Regions from separate parts of the Mus musculus genome. Here region 1 is linked to region 2. A link is a contact called in public Hi-C data. All regions are on one chromosome and are shown on one strand. Each heading gives the region's core, a stretch centred on a gene start, on an enhancer-like site or on the middle of the called end of the contact. The rest is flanking DNA. Distances are from core to core; before and after follow the strand shown. Region 1 holds the start of Tgfbi (transforming growth factor, beta induced). Region 2 has its middle 11 kb from the start of Gm32759.

Evidence for each region. Hi-C and Micro-C count contacts between places; a contact is called where the count stands out from the background.
Region 1: a Hi-C map of uterus shows a contact between it and region 2, with 1.8 times the contacts expected there. The contact joins the promoter of Tgfbi here to the enhancer-like site in region 2. A contact is called at or near these places in 3 of 39 promoter capture datasets (macrophages, maxillary cranial neural crest and second pharyngeal arch cranial neural crest), 2 of 15 datasets of contacts at CTCF or cohesin (the NIH/3T3 cell line and large pre-B cells), 23 of 484 Hi-C or Micro-C datasets (the C2C12 cell line, the N1E-115 cell line, Sertoli cells and 14 more), 14 of 115 datasets of contacts at active chromatin or transcription factors (the HPC-7 cell line, acute myeloid leukemia, bone marrow-derived macrophages and 9 more) and 1 of 9 other capture datasets (adipose tissue).

The regions. Positions count from the first base shown.
Region 1 is chr13:56,604,347-56,611,785 of GRCm38.p6, reverse strand. Tgfbi (transforming growth factor, beta induced) reads right to left here and starts at 2,200. Exons shown (of 17, transcript NM_009369.5): 1 at 2,006-2,200. The coding sequence starts at 2,139.
Region 2 is chr13:56,571,264-56,577,931 of GRCm38.p6, reverse strand. No RefSeq gene overlaps it. Among named protein-coding and RNA genes, the nearest start is that of Gm32759, 11 kb to the left of the region's middle. Within about 2 kb of position 1,746, at least 68 of the 459 cell types and tissues checked have an H3K27ac peak or open chromatin away from gene starts, as enhancers often do. A contact at or near this core is called in the HPC-7 cell line, the N1E-115 cell line, adipose tissue and 8 more, where this site is marked.

The DNA.
Region 1 (7,439 bases), core at 951-3,450, 33 kb before region 2:
CCCTTAGAGAAGGGTGCTGCTGTGGTCTTTCTCATATTTATTTTGAGATGGGATCTCCTTTTGAATTGCCCGCCTCTTTTTCCAGCCTCAGGAGTAGATGGGATGGAAGGTATGCATCCTCCCGCTCAGCACATCATCTCTTGATCCATCAGCCTATTGTAGATTACTTGCTACAAGTTTTCCAGCTCAGGGCAAGAACCTCAGAGAAGTGAATCGAAATCATTCGCTCATTTTGTGTTTGTTGGAAGCACATGCCACAGTGAGCTTCCCACAACATTTGGAAGGCTGGTTCACTTATTCCATGTGGGTCATCAGGCTTGGCAGCCCGGACCTTAGCTGAGCCACCTCACTGGTCCACATCTGAAGTTTCTTAAAGCACTGGTTTTCCTGACAGTGTCCTGGGCTCTGAAGGGAAGGAGGCTGGCCTCAGAGATAGATCTTACACGATATCTCTAGAGACCTTTCACTGTGGCTGTTGACATTGCAGCTCTGGGTTACGACACTGCAGGGTGACCTGTGGTGATCTTAGTGGTTAGGAGGAAGGAGGGAACAGAACTGAATGCAACATTCAAGAAAGGCAGTGGGACCCAAAGGTGAACCGGGCAGGGATGAGAGATGCTCTGGCTTTCCATGTTTGGCTCTGAGGCTTCAAATCTGCATTTTTCCTATCTGCCCTCTCAATCCTTCATACCCACAGCCTAAGTTAAAATATGACCCAAGGACCTTTTCCACTGCCTGTCTCCTTTCAGGAGGCCGTGAAGCCTGGCTTGGTTCTGTTCTGCCTGTGGCCAGTCCCGCACCCAGCAACTTGTTTTGCCCCAAGCACTGAACATCTGGGGGGGCTACAAGAGACTGGAAAGCCACATGCAGAAGAAAGGTAACTTCTCCCTAAAATTCGCATCCTTTACTCGAGTCCAGAGTCTACCCAGTTGCTGGAGGCTGAAGCTGTGTCTGGGTCTAAAAAGACAACCGCCACTGGCCACATGGTTTGTTTTTCCTTTAGATCTGAATATAGATCTGTGTAGTCTGTTGGAGAGTTGGGAATAGCCTGGGGTGCGAATGCCTGATCATGGGCACCAGGCCTCCCCGGAAGTCAGTACTCTACTTTTCCCATAGAGTTTTCCTCTAGTATAAATGATGTTCATACACCCAGGTAGTCTGGACATGCAACAAAGCTGGGCTCTGTTTGGAGCAGGCATGACCTGGTTGTGTGTAGAAATACCATGCCAGGCTCTTCATCAGGGCAAAGCCTTGGCCAGAGTGCGTCTCCGAAAACTTACACATCTGCAACATCTCAGAGAAATACCTGAAGCACCAATGTCCCACGTTTACAAAGCTGCCTGTCGCTTTAAGACAGATGCCAGTCCTGACTCCAGGACATACTGCAGGGCAAAATGGTTCCTTCTCAGGACTCGGTTTCCCAATCTGTCTAGCATGTATAAAGGGTGGTGAAGCCTCCTGCTCTACATCTTTGGCCAGCAAGCACTGTTGGTGTTGAGTGTTTGGGTGCAGAGCAATACCAAATGCATAGGAGTAGTGGGCACCTAGCTAGGGTCCTGCCACCAGGTATGACCAGTAACACTCCTGGAATCAATGGACAGTGACCTGCCTGGTTTTCCCCTCTATGGTAGGTAGGTACTGTCTCAGGGTGATGGTGATTCTGCGTTGAGAGCTGCCAACGCCCCCTTCTACCTAGAGTCAAGAAAGGAGACTGATAGTCCCCTAGACTGTTTCATGCACTTTTGTCTGACTCTGTGGTCACTGGCCAGTGCCCCCAACCCTTTCTTCACAAACTGTTCCACTGTGTCCCCTTATCTCATCAACCTCCACGCAGGTTTGGTCTTTCTATGCAATGGCTAATATTCCTTCGGGCTTTGTCGTCCCCCACCTCCACTCCCCCGCGCGCGCACCCCTGGCCAGGTATGATGTCCCCAGCTGAGCACACTGGCAGTTCAGTGACCTGTCCTATGCTCACGCCTCCCATCACAGAGCGGCTGGGACTTACCCGTGCTGGCGACCCCGGAGCCGGCTATGCTGCAGCACCAGCTGGTAGGGTGACTTGGCGGGACCTGCAAGGGTCCCAGCGGGGCCCACAGACAGTGCCAGAGCGAGGGTCAGCAGTCGCATGAGGAGCGCCATGGAGCTGGAGCACGCGCGGACCCACGATGAAAGCAGGCGCGGGCGGTGCTGGTGAAGTGAGAGCAGCGGGGCAGCGCGCGCTGGGTTTAGTAGCCCGAGGGAGGGAGCGGCAGAGGGAGGGGAAGGGCAGCCGGCGCCTCCCAGACCACGCCACTACTAAGCACCCGCGCCCTCCTGCACCGCCCAGCTCACACACCCCCTCCCACTTCGCACAAAGTGCGGGTCCAAAGGAACTAGTCCTCAAGTTTCAGTTTCTTAAGGTGTTCATGCTTAGAGCCCGAAGATAGCTCTCTAGCAGACTGCAGGAAGCCAGAGGGTCTGTGCTGACTCCCTCACACTTAGGCACGGACAGACTGGCCTCTGCAGTCCAGATGCATCAGCCCTGCTGATACACTGTAGAGGAGGAGTAAGTCTTCCTGTTGACAGACCGTAGAAAAGTGGGAAGGGTGGGGCTCACACCTTGGCATTCAGGAATCCCTCACCTGGCTTCAATAAAGATCTGTGAATGTGAGGTAGATGCTGCCAAGAGATAGATCGGCTAGGAACCATGCCTTGGATGAGCTTGAAATATGCCAACGGTCACATGGTAGGGAGGTGAGAACTCGCCCTAGCATCTATTAACCACCCTCCCCTTACCTGCTTCTACTAGTCCCAGGGGTGAGCTCTCAGTGCTTGGGAGAACATGGGCCTAGCAAAGATGTAGAGAGGCAGCTGGGGCATTAGGAGTCTGGAGTAGGCACCTGACCTAGGCACAGTATGGCACAGTATGGCAGCGGCCGCTTTTAGATCTGAAGGCAGAACAGGATTTGGCCAGGCCAAAGGAGGATGGTTTAAGAGGACCCAGGCATCCAGTTCAGCAAAGCGCGCTGGGTGGAGAGTAGAGCAGAAAACAGCAGTGTATCATCAGGGCTCCAAGCTAAGAATCTGCCAGTGTTGAGGAAGCAAGGGAATGGCCCAGTTGATGTCCTGAGCAGGCAGCAGGAGGGTCGAGTGAGCAGGAGGGGACCACATTGGAGCTTGAGCGACTGTGGTGGAAGTGGAGAAGGGATGGACGTATGTCTAGAAGAAGACAATAGTCTCAAGGGAACATAGGAGCTACAGGTGCTGGTTCACCTTGATTGCCCACTGGGTTGGGCTGGCAAATGCCCAGGGGCATCGGCGAAGCTCATCACTGAATGGTGTTTTGGGAAAAACAGTGGTCCAAAGGTAAAGACCCGTCTTGAATGAAGGTGGCGTCATGCCATGGGATAGGGTCATGGGTTGAATAAAAGGGGGGGGGTGGATAAGGTGAACATGAACATCCCACACTCTGCCTGGCAACCCAGAGAGATGTGAGCACTCGGCCTCCTGCTGCCTGCCTTCCCAGCCACAAGGACTGTGCTCTGAACTGTGAGCTGAGACAAAAGACAAACCTCCTCTCCTGAACTGCTTCTTGTCAAGCCTTGTCCCTGCAGTGGGAAAAGCCACTGGTACACCATGTGCCTAGGGACAAAGAAGAATCAGGGATACATAAGGTGTTTGAGTTCCGGACACTGTGGTGGCTGCTGCTGCTGCTGCTGCTGTTTTTCATAAGAAGGGCACGGAGATGGGTGTCTGTTGCCAGGGACGGATGAGTAGCTTGGGACCTGATGAGTTTGAGGTGCACATGACTCATCTCGATGGAATGTCCACAGACAGCCCAATCCAGGGCTCCAGGGAAGGGTAAAAGGTGGAGATCCAGATCTGGAAGCCATTCTTTAATGAGGGGACAGGGAGCAAGAGGCATCAGTGATTTGCTGGAGGGGAGGTCCAAGCAGAGAGTGGTCCCTCGAAGGATGCTAATAACCGAGTGGGTGGAGGTGGGAGATGCAGTGGGAGGAAGGAGGCCTTGATGGAGGAACAGAGAGAAAGGCTGCACACAGAGCACACCTAAGCAACATTCGCTCTGCTAGAAAGCAAGCCGCATCTCTGAATCCGATGAGTGTCTGGTCTAGGGTGCCGGAAAACATCCGGAGAGAGAGAGTCAAGTGCGGGCTGGATCCCAGAAAGCCTCCCTGGAGGCCAGGAGAGGTGGCCGTGCTAACTTGGGGAAGAGTCTGGGAGGCACACTTTCCACCTTCCAGTCTAGCACCCCCATCTCCCGAGAGATGGAGGAGGGGTCTGAGCGAGGCTAGTTAGTGATCTCACCCATCCTCACTCCCCTCTCCATAAAACTAACATTCGATGAGTCGAGTTTTTCCATGAGCTCAGTACGGGGATCACAGTAATGCTTCAGTTACTGTTTAGATATTTTTAAAAATTCCACCGCAGGCTCCACACTGCCCCAAACCATAAAAGGCAGTAATGTAAACATACCCCCCCATGGTAATAGCTGCTGCTTCAAAGAGGGTGATGTTGCTGGTGATGTTGCTGGGTAGGGAGGCCCTCCAGCCCCATGACCTGGAGGCACCAGGGCAGAACACAGACCTTTCATTTGAGAAGCTTTTTTTTTTCTTTCTTTCCACGGAAGAAAATCTAAACAAGAGAAAACGAGGCTTGTTTGGAACAATAATTACTAGACCTTTACAAGGTACTTTAGAAAAATAGCTGCTTTGTGTTTAGTGGCACAACCAAGCTCACCAAGAGCTATTTGAAAACAACTTCAGACTGTGCAGACAGTGGCCCTTCAGCAGCAAAAGACAAGCTAATGTTTCCAATGAGCCTTTGCATGGGATCCTGTGTTTATGGACGTGAAGGTGGGCATCAGGCCAGCTCAGGCTCTGCTCCTCCCACCCCCAAGTTCCCGGTGAGATGCTTGAGCATCAAGGGAAACGGTCAAAGCTTTTCCAGAGGACACTCAGCCCCTCCAGACTGCCCCGTGTGCAACCTAGAAGGAATGGGAAATTAAACCAACATGCTTCTTTTGTCACGCAGCACCGTGCTCCCGTGCGTGCGTGCGTGCGTGCGAGTGAGGCGCGTAGGCGAGAAGCAGCAGCCCTGTTTGTGACACTTAAGGGCTGACTAGGGATCTAGGTGAGCTTTCCAGAGCTCTCCCACAGCCTTGCCACTCCAGGTGTGACGTGCGGAAAGGCAGCATCCCCAACATTGGAGAATGCGTTAGGAAAGCGGCCCTCTGCAGACCCACAGAGTGAGGCTCCACATTTTGACAGGGTCCCTTAGTGAGGTTCCCTAGAAGCCCTGGCTCCTGTTAGATGTTAGATGGGCAACCTTCAGGTGAGGATAAGGTATGAATCAAATGATTGACCCAAAAGGAATAAAGTGGAGTATTTACCCCAGAAAAATCTCAGCTCATGTTGAGGTTAGCTCCCATGTGGATGACCATCAAGGTGTGGCCACCAAGTGGCTTTTCCTCTAAGTCTTCTTGTTGATAGTGACCCCTGCACTCTGCACAGGGACAGGAAATTGGGCTCCAGGTCGTCTTCTTCCCTCTACCCCATCCATCCTCACTCATTTCCAAGGCTCCAAGGGAGGCTAGGACAGACCAAGATTTGTGACAGTTGGGTCTTCAGACAAAGCCACAGCTTTGGACTTCCCAGCCAATGGAAGCAGCAGCTGTCACAGCCCCAAAGCAATACTAGGCTTCCAGGTTTTGCCCCTAACGGCACCAGGCTCCAGGTTTGCTCTGCTCAATGGCTTGCTGTTTTCCTGTCTCCAAACACTGGTTTTCTTCATGAGAGTTTGCCAAATGTTACTCGCTGGTTAGAACCCAAATTTGTTTTCCAGGGAAATTGATTTTTCATAAGAGAGCTTCATTGATTTGGCTCAGCTGAAATCGCTGAGAAAAACCCAGGGCATCCTTGGGGTTGCTTTAACTGCCTAACCTCAAATACCTCTGCAGAGTGATGCCCAAGGTCTGTGGTTGGCTGGCTTGTGGGACCAGGTTTAACCACATCATTCCGCCGCTTCCCTGGCTGTGTATCTTTTTCTCCAGGGCGGGCAACGGTCCAGAGAGCTAGACAGCACCAGGTGGCTGTGCATCCTGAAGTCAGGAACTCACGCAGCTCTCTAGCCCACACATCCTTTGGACATCCTTGCTGATGGCACCATTCAAGGTTGGAAACCGTACATATGGGTTTACCTCTCCTCTCCTTCTGATTCCCGTACGCCTTCTGTTATCAACACAAATGTTCTTTCCAAACCTTCCTTCAAAGTTTCCTATCCCTCTCTAACCCTAGTACACCCAGATTCCTGTTGCTCCTCCTCTTATTGACCCTCAGACAGCTCCAGAACACCATCTCCTACCCTAGCCCTTCATCCATCTTCTCAGCATCGCCTCTCTATCCCAACCCATCAAACAAGGCTCTCCTAGACACTCCTAACAGCTACTATGGAAGGGAATTTATGGAAGAAAATCCAGACTTCTCTGTTGATATTTTTCTTTCTATGTACAAAGAAAGGAACACCGAGTTAATACAGAAAGTTTGGCAAATATGGGAAAAAGACTAGATTGGTGGAGAATCCATCCATAGTACCGATAGAAAAGACTTCATGATATACAACTCACCTTTCATGCACCTGACACCCAAGTCCCCTTCAGAATTACTCCCCTGATTTCCCTCATCTGCTTGCCCATGTATGCCATGGGCAGCCAGCTCCTGCAGGGCAAACCTCCTTGTCTCCTCCCCTCACAGCCCCAACAGCTCCCTCCCCCATACCCCAAGTGCACACATATTGACACTTCCATAACCAACGTTACCTTTAACAAGTCTTGCTCAGGCAGATTACTTAACTTTTCTGGGCTGGGGCTTTTCCTTTGGCTCCATTTTCTGGATTTGCCCACTTGAAGGAGCCTCTCATTTTGAGGGTGAAAGTCTGTCTTGTCAGGCAGTCTGTGTGTTTGTCCCATGGTCCTTTTATAAACCCCATTATAAGACACCATGGAAACAACTTGATATTTATGGTCCATTGGTGGGCTGCCCTGCTGAGTTTTGGACGGTCTTATCTAAATCATTTTTGGTGCATTCTTGCTTTTACCAATTCAGAGATCTGGGTTAGAAAGCGACTTCTTTGGGAGAAGCCACTAACGGTGTCTAGGACCACACAGTCATGTGTGGCTTCTGGGTCAGGCTAGAACTCTGAAGGGCTCAAAGGAACATTATTGCTGCACCCACTGAAAATATCCCATTCAAGCACGAAGGTGTGAGAGTCTCAGGCAGGTACTCCCAAAGTCACATGCCAACTCTCTCACTGGTTCAAGAGGAAGTAACTTCCTTAGTTGCAATGCTGTGCCAAAGTCAAAGGGAAAAGGCAAAGGCAGACAAGGGCAAAGGTGACTGCTGATCCTGAAGCATCCATTTGTTTTTTGCTTTTTGGTTTTTTTG
Region 2 (6,668 bases), core at 497-2,996:
GTGTGTAGGAGTCTTTGTGTGTGTGCGTATATAAGTATGTGTGAGTTTCATACATGTGTTAGTATGTGTCTTAGTCAAGATTTGTACTCCTGCACAAAACATCATGACTAAGAAGCAAGTTGGGGAGGAAAGGGTTTATTCAGCTTACATTTCCACATTGCTGTTCATCATGAAAGGAAGTCAGGACAGGAACTCAAGCAGGTCAGAAAGCAGGAGCTGATGCAGAGGCCATGGAGGGATGCTGCTTACTGGCTTGCTTCCCCTGGCTTGCTCAGCTTGCTTTCTTATAGAACCCAGGACTACCAGCCCAGGGATGGCACCACCTACAATGGGCCCCCCCCTTGATACTAATTGAGAAAATGTCCTCTTGCTCTCTTGTTCCTTCTCCCCCTCTCTCCCCATTCCCCTCCCCTCTCTCTCTCCACATGCTCAATACCGGTCTCTACTCCTCTGCTCCTTTGTTCTTTTAATCTCTCTCTGTCTCTCTCTGTGTTTCTCTCTCTGTCTCTCTCTGTCTCTCTCCCTCTCTCTCTCTCCCTTTCTCTGTCTCTACTACTCTCTCAACTCCCCTCCCCATGCTCTGAATAAACTCTAAAAGAGAAAGGGAGAGAGAGAGAGAGAGAGAGAGAGAGAGAGAGAAAATGTCTTACAGCTGGATCTCATGGAGGCATTTCCTCAAGGGAGGCTCCTTTCTCTGTGATAACTCGAGCTTGTGTCAAGTTGACACACAAAACCATCCAGTACAGTATATTTATGTATGTGAGTGTGTGTATATACATGTATGTGTGCATTAGTGTGTGCATGTGTGCATGTGAATATGTGTGTATGTATATAAGTTTGTGTAAGAGTGTATGTGATTTGTGTGTGTGTGTGTGTGTGTGTGTGTGTGTGTGTGTGTGTGTGTCAATACCTGTGTGAGCACTGGTTGCTTGGATTTGTTGTAACTAAGAGTTTCCAGCTGCCAAGTGGAATTAATAGAACCTGTTACTTCTCTCTTGCCCACAGCAGTCATGGGATGACTTAATGCCAAATACTCTATTCAGAATTAATTACTGGGAGCATATACATCTGAAGCCATCGTGCATCACTGACCGAAATAACAAACTTGGATATATGGGCATCTGGTTGACAGTGTGATGTCCTAAGACATGAAACAAACCGGATGGCAGACCTAGATGCTTTCACTGTATCCTGGATGAGAACCCGCTCCGAATCTGCATTTATACATGGAGTTGGCCATGTGGCCACATAAATCCTAGAGACATTCGGAGCAGATGTTGTTGAGTAGCTGGGATTCTGTAAGGACTGCATTTGAACAGAAAAGTGACACAGAGCAGGCCTTCTACATGTTCCACAGATAGAGTAATGTGGCTACTTGAAAGGAATATTTATATTGCAGATAGGCTGATTTTTAGTCAACAAATGTGATTGCTGAATTGTCTGGTCCAGGACAAGGCTGACTGTCGAATATGCAGGCATTCTGAGAGGAGGGACTAGGGCCACAGGGCAGAAGGCTGTAGGTGCCCTGTTTGTCATGGGGTCCCTTCTGCTCTTGGGTGGCAACTGAGCCCATCTCTAAGGCCCTTCCCAGTAGTGTCCACGGGTTCAGAGCCTTTTTCAAGAGAGCAGGGGTGTAACTCTGAGCTGGCCTGAAATCCCAGCCCCAGAGTCCGCTTTCTGGCAGAGTCCACGCAGAACTGCTTCATGGGATCCTCTGGGCTGTGTTTACTCCAGTGAGGCTGCTTCATCTGAAGTCATTGTTTTGATCCTCATTTGGAAGAATGTTCCAGATGTTCTTTCCTAGGGAGGAAGAACGCTCTTCTCAAACACAAATGCCTGCATTGCTGAGATAAAGTGAGTTATGTCCTGCTCCACGTGGCCTCTGGCTCCCCGGCCTGCATCCCCACCCCATCTGCCCCCTTCACGTGACCGAGTGGAATACGGCAGAATCATGGACTGGAGACTCTTCTCTCTGTAACTTGGCAAATGAAGACCTGACACGAGAGGTCTGGGGGTAAACAGATCAGAAGGAGACCTAAGCCAGACACCAGAGATGTGGTTTTCAGGCCGCACAAAGGGGAGGTTGTTTTACTTTGCTGAGATGAGCCTAGGTGCTCTGGTGAGTAAGAGCGCCCTCTTGGGCTGGGAGACTGAACTGCAGGCTAACAGGAACAAGGCTGGACAACCACCTCCGAGTGAGAGTACAGAGGAGGCCCAACTAGCTTCCTTGTCTTGGTCCTGTCTGCAAGGAGCCTCCGACTAATGTTCCTCCACAGGAGCCTACCTCAAGTTCTTCTGCATGAGACAGCCCCAAATAGCCTCTTTCAGTCTGGCAGAATGAATGTTAGACAAGAAAAGAAGACAAAAGTGTCCTCTAATGTTCCTCCACACGAGCCTACCTCAAGTTCTTCTGCATGAGACAGCCCCAAATAGCCTCTTTCAGTCTGGCAGAATGAACGGTAGACAAGAAAAGAAGACAAAAGTGTCCTTAGCTAAAAAAATCGCTTTCCTGGTTCTAGTAATTCCAAAGATCATCGAAAAGAGAGTGGGCCTTTTAGCCTTTTCTTACAGGCAGACCTGGACAGGGCACTCCCAGGCTCTCCATGATCTCAAAGATCAGCTGAGCGCTTGTCACAGACTGGTTTGTGAGCTCTGCTTGGTGATCTGTGGGAGGCACCCTGTTTTCCCTAGCACACTGTGTACTCAAATATATATATATCTAGGCAACCAGAAAGCAGTTTGAATCACACACACACACACACACACACACACACACACACACACACACGCACACACACACACACACACACACACACCCAAACCATAGACTTGGGAACACACTGCAATGGATTAGGCATGGTATTGCTAAAATTTCTTCCCTCAGGGAGATATAAACAATATCTACCTTCCTTCTATGTTTCAAGGACAAACCAAAGCATCCTTTAATCCAAGTTTACTCTGGGGAAGTGTTAGGTTCACTTATAGATTAGTGGAGGAGCCACTGTCAGCAGAGTAGTCACACTGGAAGGTCTGCACCCAGCATGCATGATGTGGAGCTAGAGTCCCCTCCTCCAGTCTATATCTCCCTACTTATATCTCAGAGATCCTGAGGCCACAAGCAGTTGGGGCAAGAACGGCATGCAAGTGGTTGGTAGGATTTTCAGGAAAAAATCCCCTGCCCTTACCTGCCTTGTTCTAAGAAACATCCATGGTCAACCAGCCCAGATGTGACTGGCTTTGGTGAGCAGTCCAGCTGAACTGGGGATGGCTGGTGTGAGGATAACCCTGGACATCACAAGCCTTCGGGGCAATTTGATGATACACAACTTTTACATTTTTATAGCATTTCAAACAGAAATGTTCTTACTGAAGATCTAACACAGACTACCAGGAAAAACCCTCCCCCTCCCTTATGAAGTCATCATAAAGTTAACCAGGGAAGCATGGCCTTTGTTGATATAATACACAGATCTTTACAGACTGGTCACTCACTGTACTTAGAAGCCCTGAGATGTCCTCAGAGCTTTGCAGTACACAAACTCGGGTGGATAACTTGGGAGCAACTCAACATTCAAGTCCTCAAGAAAATAGGTCACCCTCTAATTTCTTTAGATATTTCTTATACGTGTAAAAATTAAAATGTGTAGATTTTACTATCCTGAGAGCAAGTTGCTGAGGTCTGAAGGTATACCCCACTCCCACCCGGCAGGACAGTATTAGAAATAGGTCCTTTGATAGGTGGTTAGATTGTGGATCTGAAAGGCTCATGAATGGGAAGAGAGGCTCATGAGAGGTCTTGGTGAAAAGGCTCCACTCTGTGAGTCGGGAGCTAGTTGCTTACCAGACGCCACATCTGCCAGCCCCTTGATCTTGGAAATCCCAGCTTCCAGCCTGCAAAAAAATAAATGGCTGTTGTTTATAAGCAGCTGGGTTTATAGTGCTTCATCCAAGCATTCCGAATGGACTAACACAGCCCTTCCATTTTCCACCAGAGAACAGCGTCACGCCATGGCTTTTGATCTTTTCTCCTGGGCCAAGTTTGCTCAAGAGACATAAACTTCAGGTAATTCCTCCTGAGCCGCAGCGTGCAGAGGATGCACGATGCTGGACACTGGGGGTTTTGATGAATACCATGGGCACCACATCACCAGGGAGACATGCCCAAGGACTTAGCTTCTCATCAGCACTGATCACATTATCTAAGTATTTCTGGTTTACACAGAAGGCTTTATTTTCCTTATAAATGTTTCTGTCTTAAAGGACTTACATACCCCCCCCATAAAACAATAATAAAGATGAAATATTTGGTGAATTAGGCATGTTCCAACTTACTGCAGGGAAAAGACATGGAGACTATTTTCTAACTGAAATTTGATATTATCCTGAGTTGTGGCTACTTCCTGAAAACACGAGACAGTTGCATACATAGGCATGGTCTGGGAAAGCCTACTTCACGAGTACAATGATGTTCAGGGCACAACGTATATAAAGGCCATTTTCATCTCACCATGCCCCAGTGGAAAATCCTGGCTCTGAACTTGGACCTGTCTCAGTCTACCTCTATGCTACATTCGATTGCCTGAGCATCAACTCTCTTAGTGTGTTTGCTAAACAGGATGACATTGCCATGGATACTGGATGCTCTCCACTGCCCCATAACTTCCCTCACACAGTCTGGCACCTCCTTCCAAAGCTACCACATATGGGATCAGTTGAACATATTAGCATGTCATTTGTTCCCAACATGGGATAGGAAACCCAGAGAAAAACCTTGCTTGAAAGTAAGATCAAGAGGGAGGGGCCCTGTCTTGGGAGGGAATGGAGAGCTGGGACACGAGATTTGTCTTTGTCTTAGGACATGTTTGGGAAGTGGCATTCTGAGCTCATGGGGGAACCCTCTGGGCAAAGAAATGGATGTGGTAAAGCTGTCAGTTGAGCTAACAGAAGCCAGGGGACAAGGAGGCAAGAAAGAAGGAAGGAGACAACTTTCCCTAACCCTTGATAATAGGCACCAGGAGCCAACACTCACTGTGACCTCACAGGAGTTACACCCAGGGGGACCGCTGCTCAGCCTTCAGTTTCCTCACACCCCTGTGCCTCGTGTCACTGTGGGCCACTTGACCCCTGACACTTTCCCTGTGTGTTTGGCTGACTACAGAGGATGGTGGCTTCTCTTTCCCCATCCGAACACTCCTTGCTTGACTGTCACCAACAAGGTTCACGGGAGTATGACTGGAAAAAGACAAGAGCTGCTCCAGCTGCTCACACTACTCTCAACTCCACTGCTGGGCCAGAGTTATCGATGCCACGTCCCACTCACTGCCTTGCCCAGTCCCCGACTTTCTCTAGTCTCCTTGTCTCATAGCACATGAGACATCTTTTCAAAACGACAGTTGTAGACACAGATGTGTTCTGCTCAAACATGGCCAGTGCACCACCATCACCACCACCACCATCACCACCACCACCACCACCAGGATGGAATCCCAAACCCCTCATGTGGCCCCGGGAAACCCTGTGTGGTTTTGCTCTCCGGTGCACCAATAGGTTGACCGGCCCCTTTGCATCATGATGTATAAACACTGTCAGGAGTCAAAGGTCCTGTTCTTAGAGCTCTCCTTGGACCCTGATGTGGGCCAAGGCCCTTGCCATTTGACTGGGCCAGATTCATGTCTCCTTCCCTCCAGCTTCTCTCCTAAGTAATGAGACACCGAAAAATCACCACACCACGGAGGCAACAGCTCTTTCCTGGAACACAGTTACACAGAACAGGAAGGGAATTGGACTCTCTGTCTTTTCTTTATTCCTGGTACAAAGCCCGAATACAATTTAATAAATACCTTCATAATTACAATGTGTGCCATCCAATCTAGTCAGACATCAGCTGCAGCCAGTTTCCACAAGCAGCGAGCATGTACCTTTCTTAGCCGTATCCTTCCGTTTTGACACTCCACCTCTAAATGGCTGTTAAAAACAAAATGCACGCTTTGCTTTAAAGATGATAAATCATGCTTTGACCAAGGACCAGAAAGCGCTACAATGGTTTTATTTCCTTATCTCTATTTGCCATCTTGAGTTAACAGCAATTTTTGGATGATTGTCAACTGTTCTATTGGCAGGCTGGGAGAATCTAAAGTGAGTCCAGGTCAGAAACAAATATGTTTAATTACAGGCTTCCTCCTACTGAAGTCACCCAGAGCCAACTGTCCGACATTCAGGGACAACCAGACAAGCGCAAACCAAACGCCAACCAGCAGTTCTGAGGTCATTCTCAAACTTCCATGTCACCTCCATCCCATCCCCCAAAGCTGTGGCACTAGGGTGGTATGAATAGTCACATGAAGGCTACCACCACTCATGGCCACAAAGAACATTGCTGTAATATGAGCATCGTGGCACACGCCTGCAAACCCAGCATTGGCTGAGGCCTGACAAGGACACTTGTTAGTGTAACGCTAACACGGATTATATGACAGATTTGATGCTAGCCCAGAGCTATGTTGTGAGTCCTTTTCTTAAAACCCTTAGATAATAAAAAATAAAAGTGCTATCAGTCACTGCTGCATCACCATGACCAGCAGACACAACCTCATGGAGGAAAGGCTGGTTTGGTGCCTGTTTTCTGAAGTGTTACTCCACTGGAGTGGGAAGGCACTGAGAGCTGTACT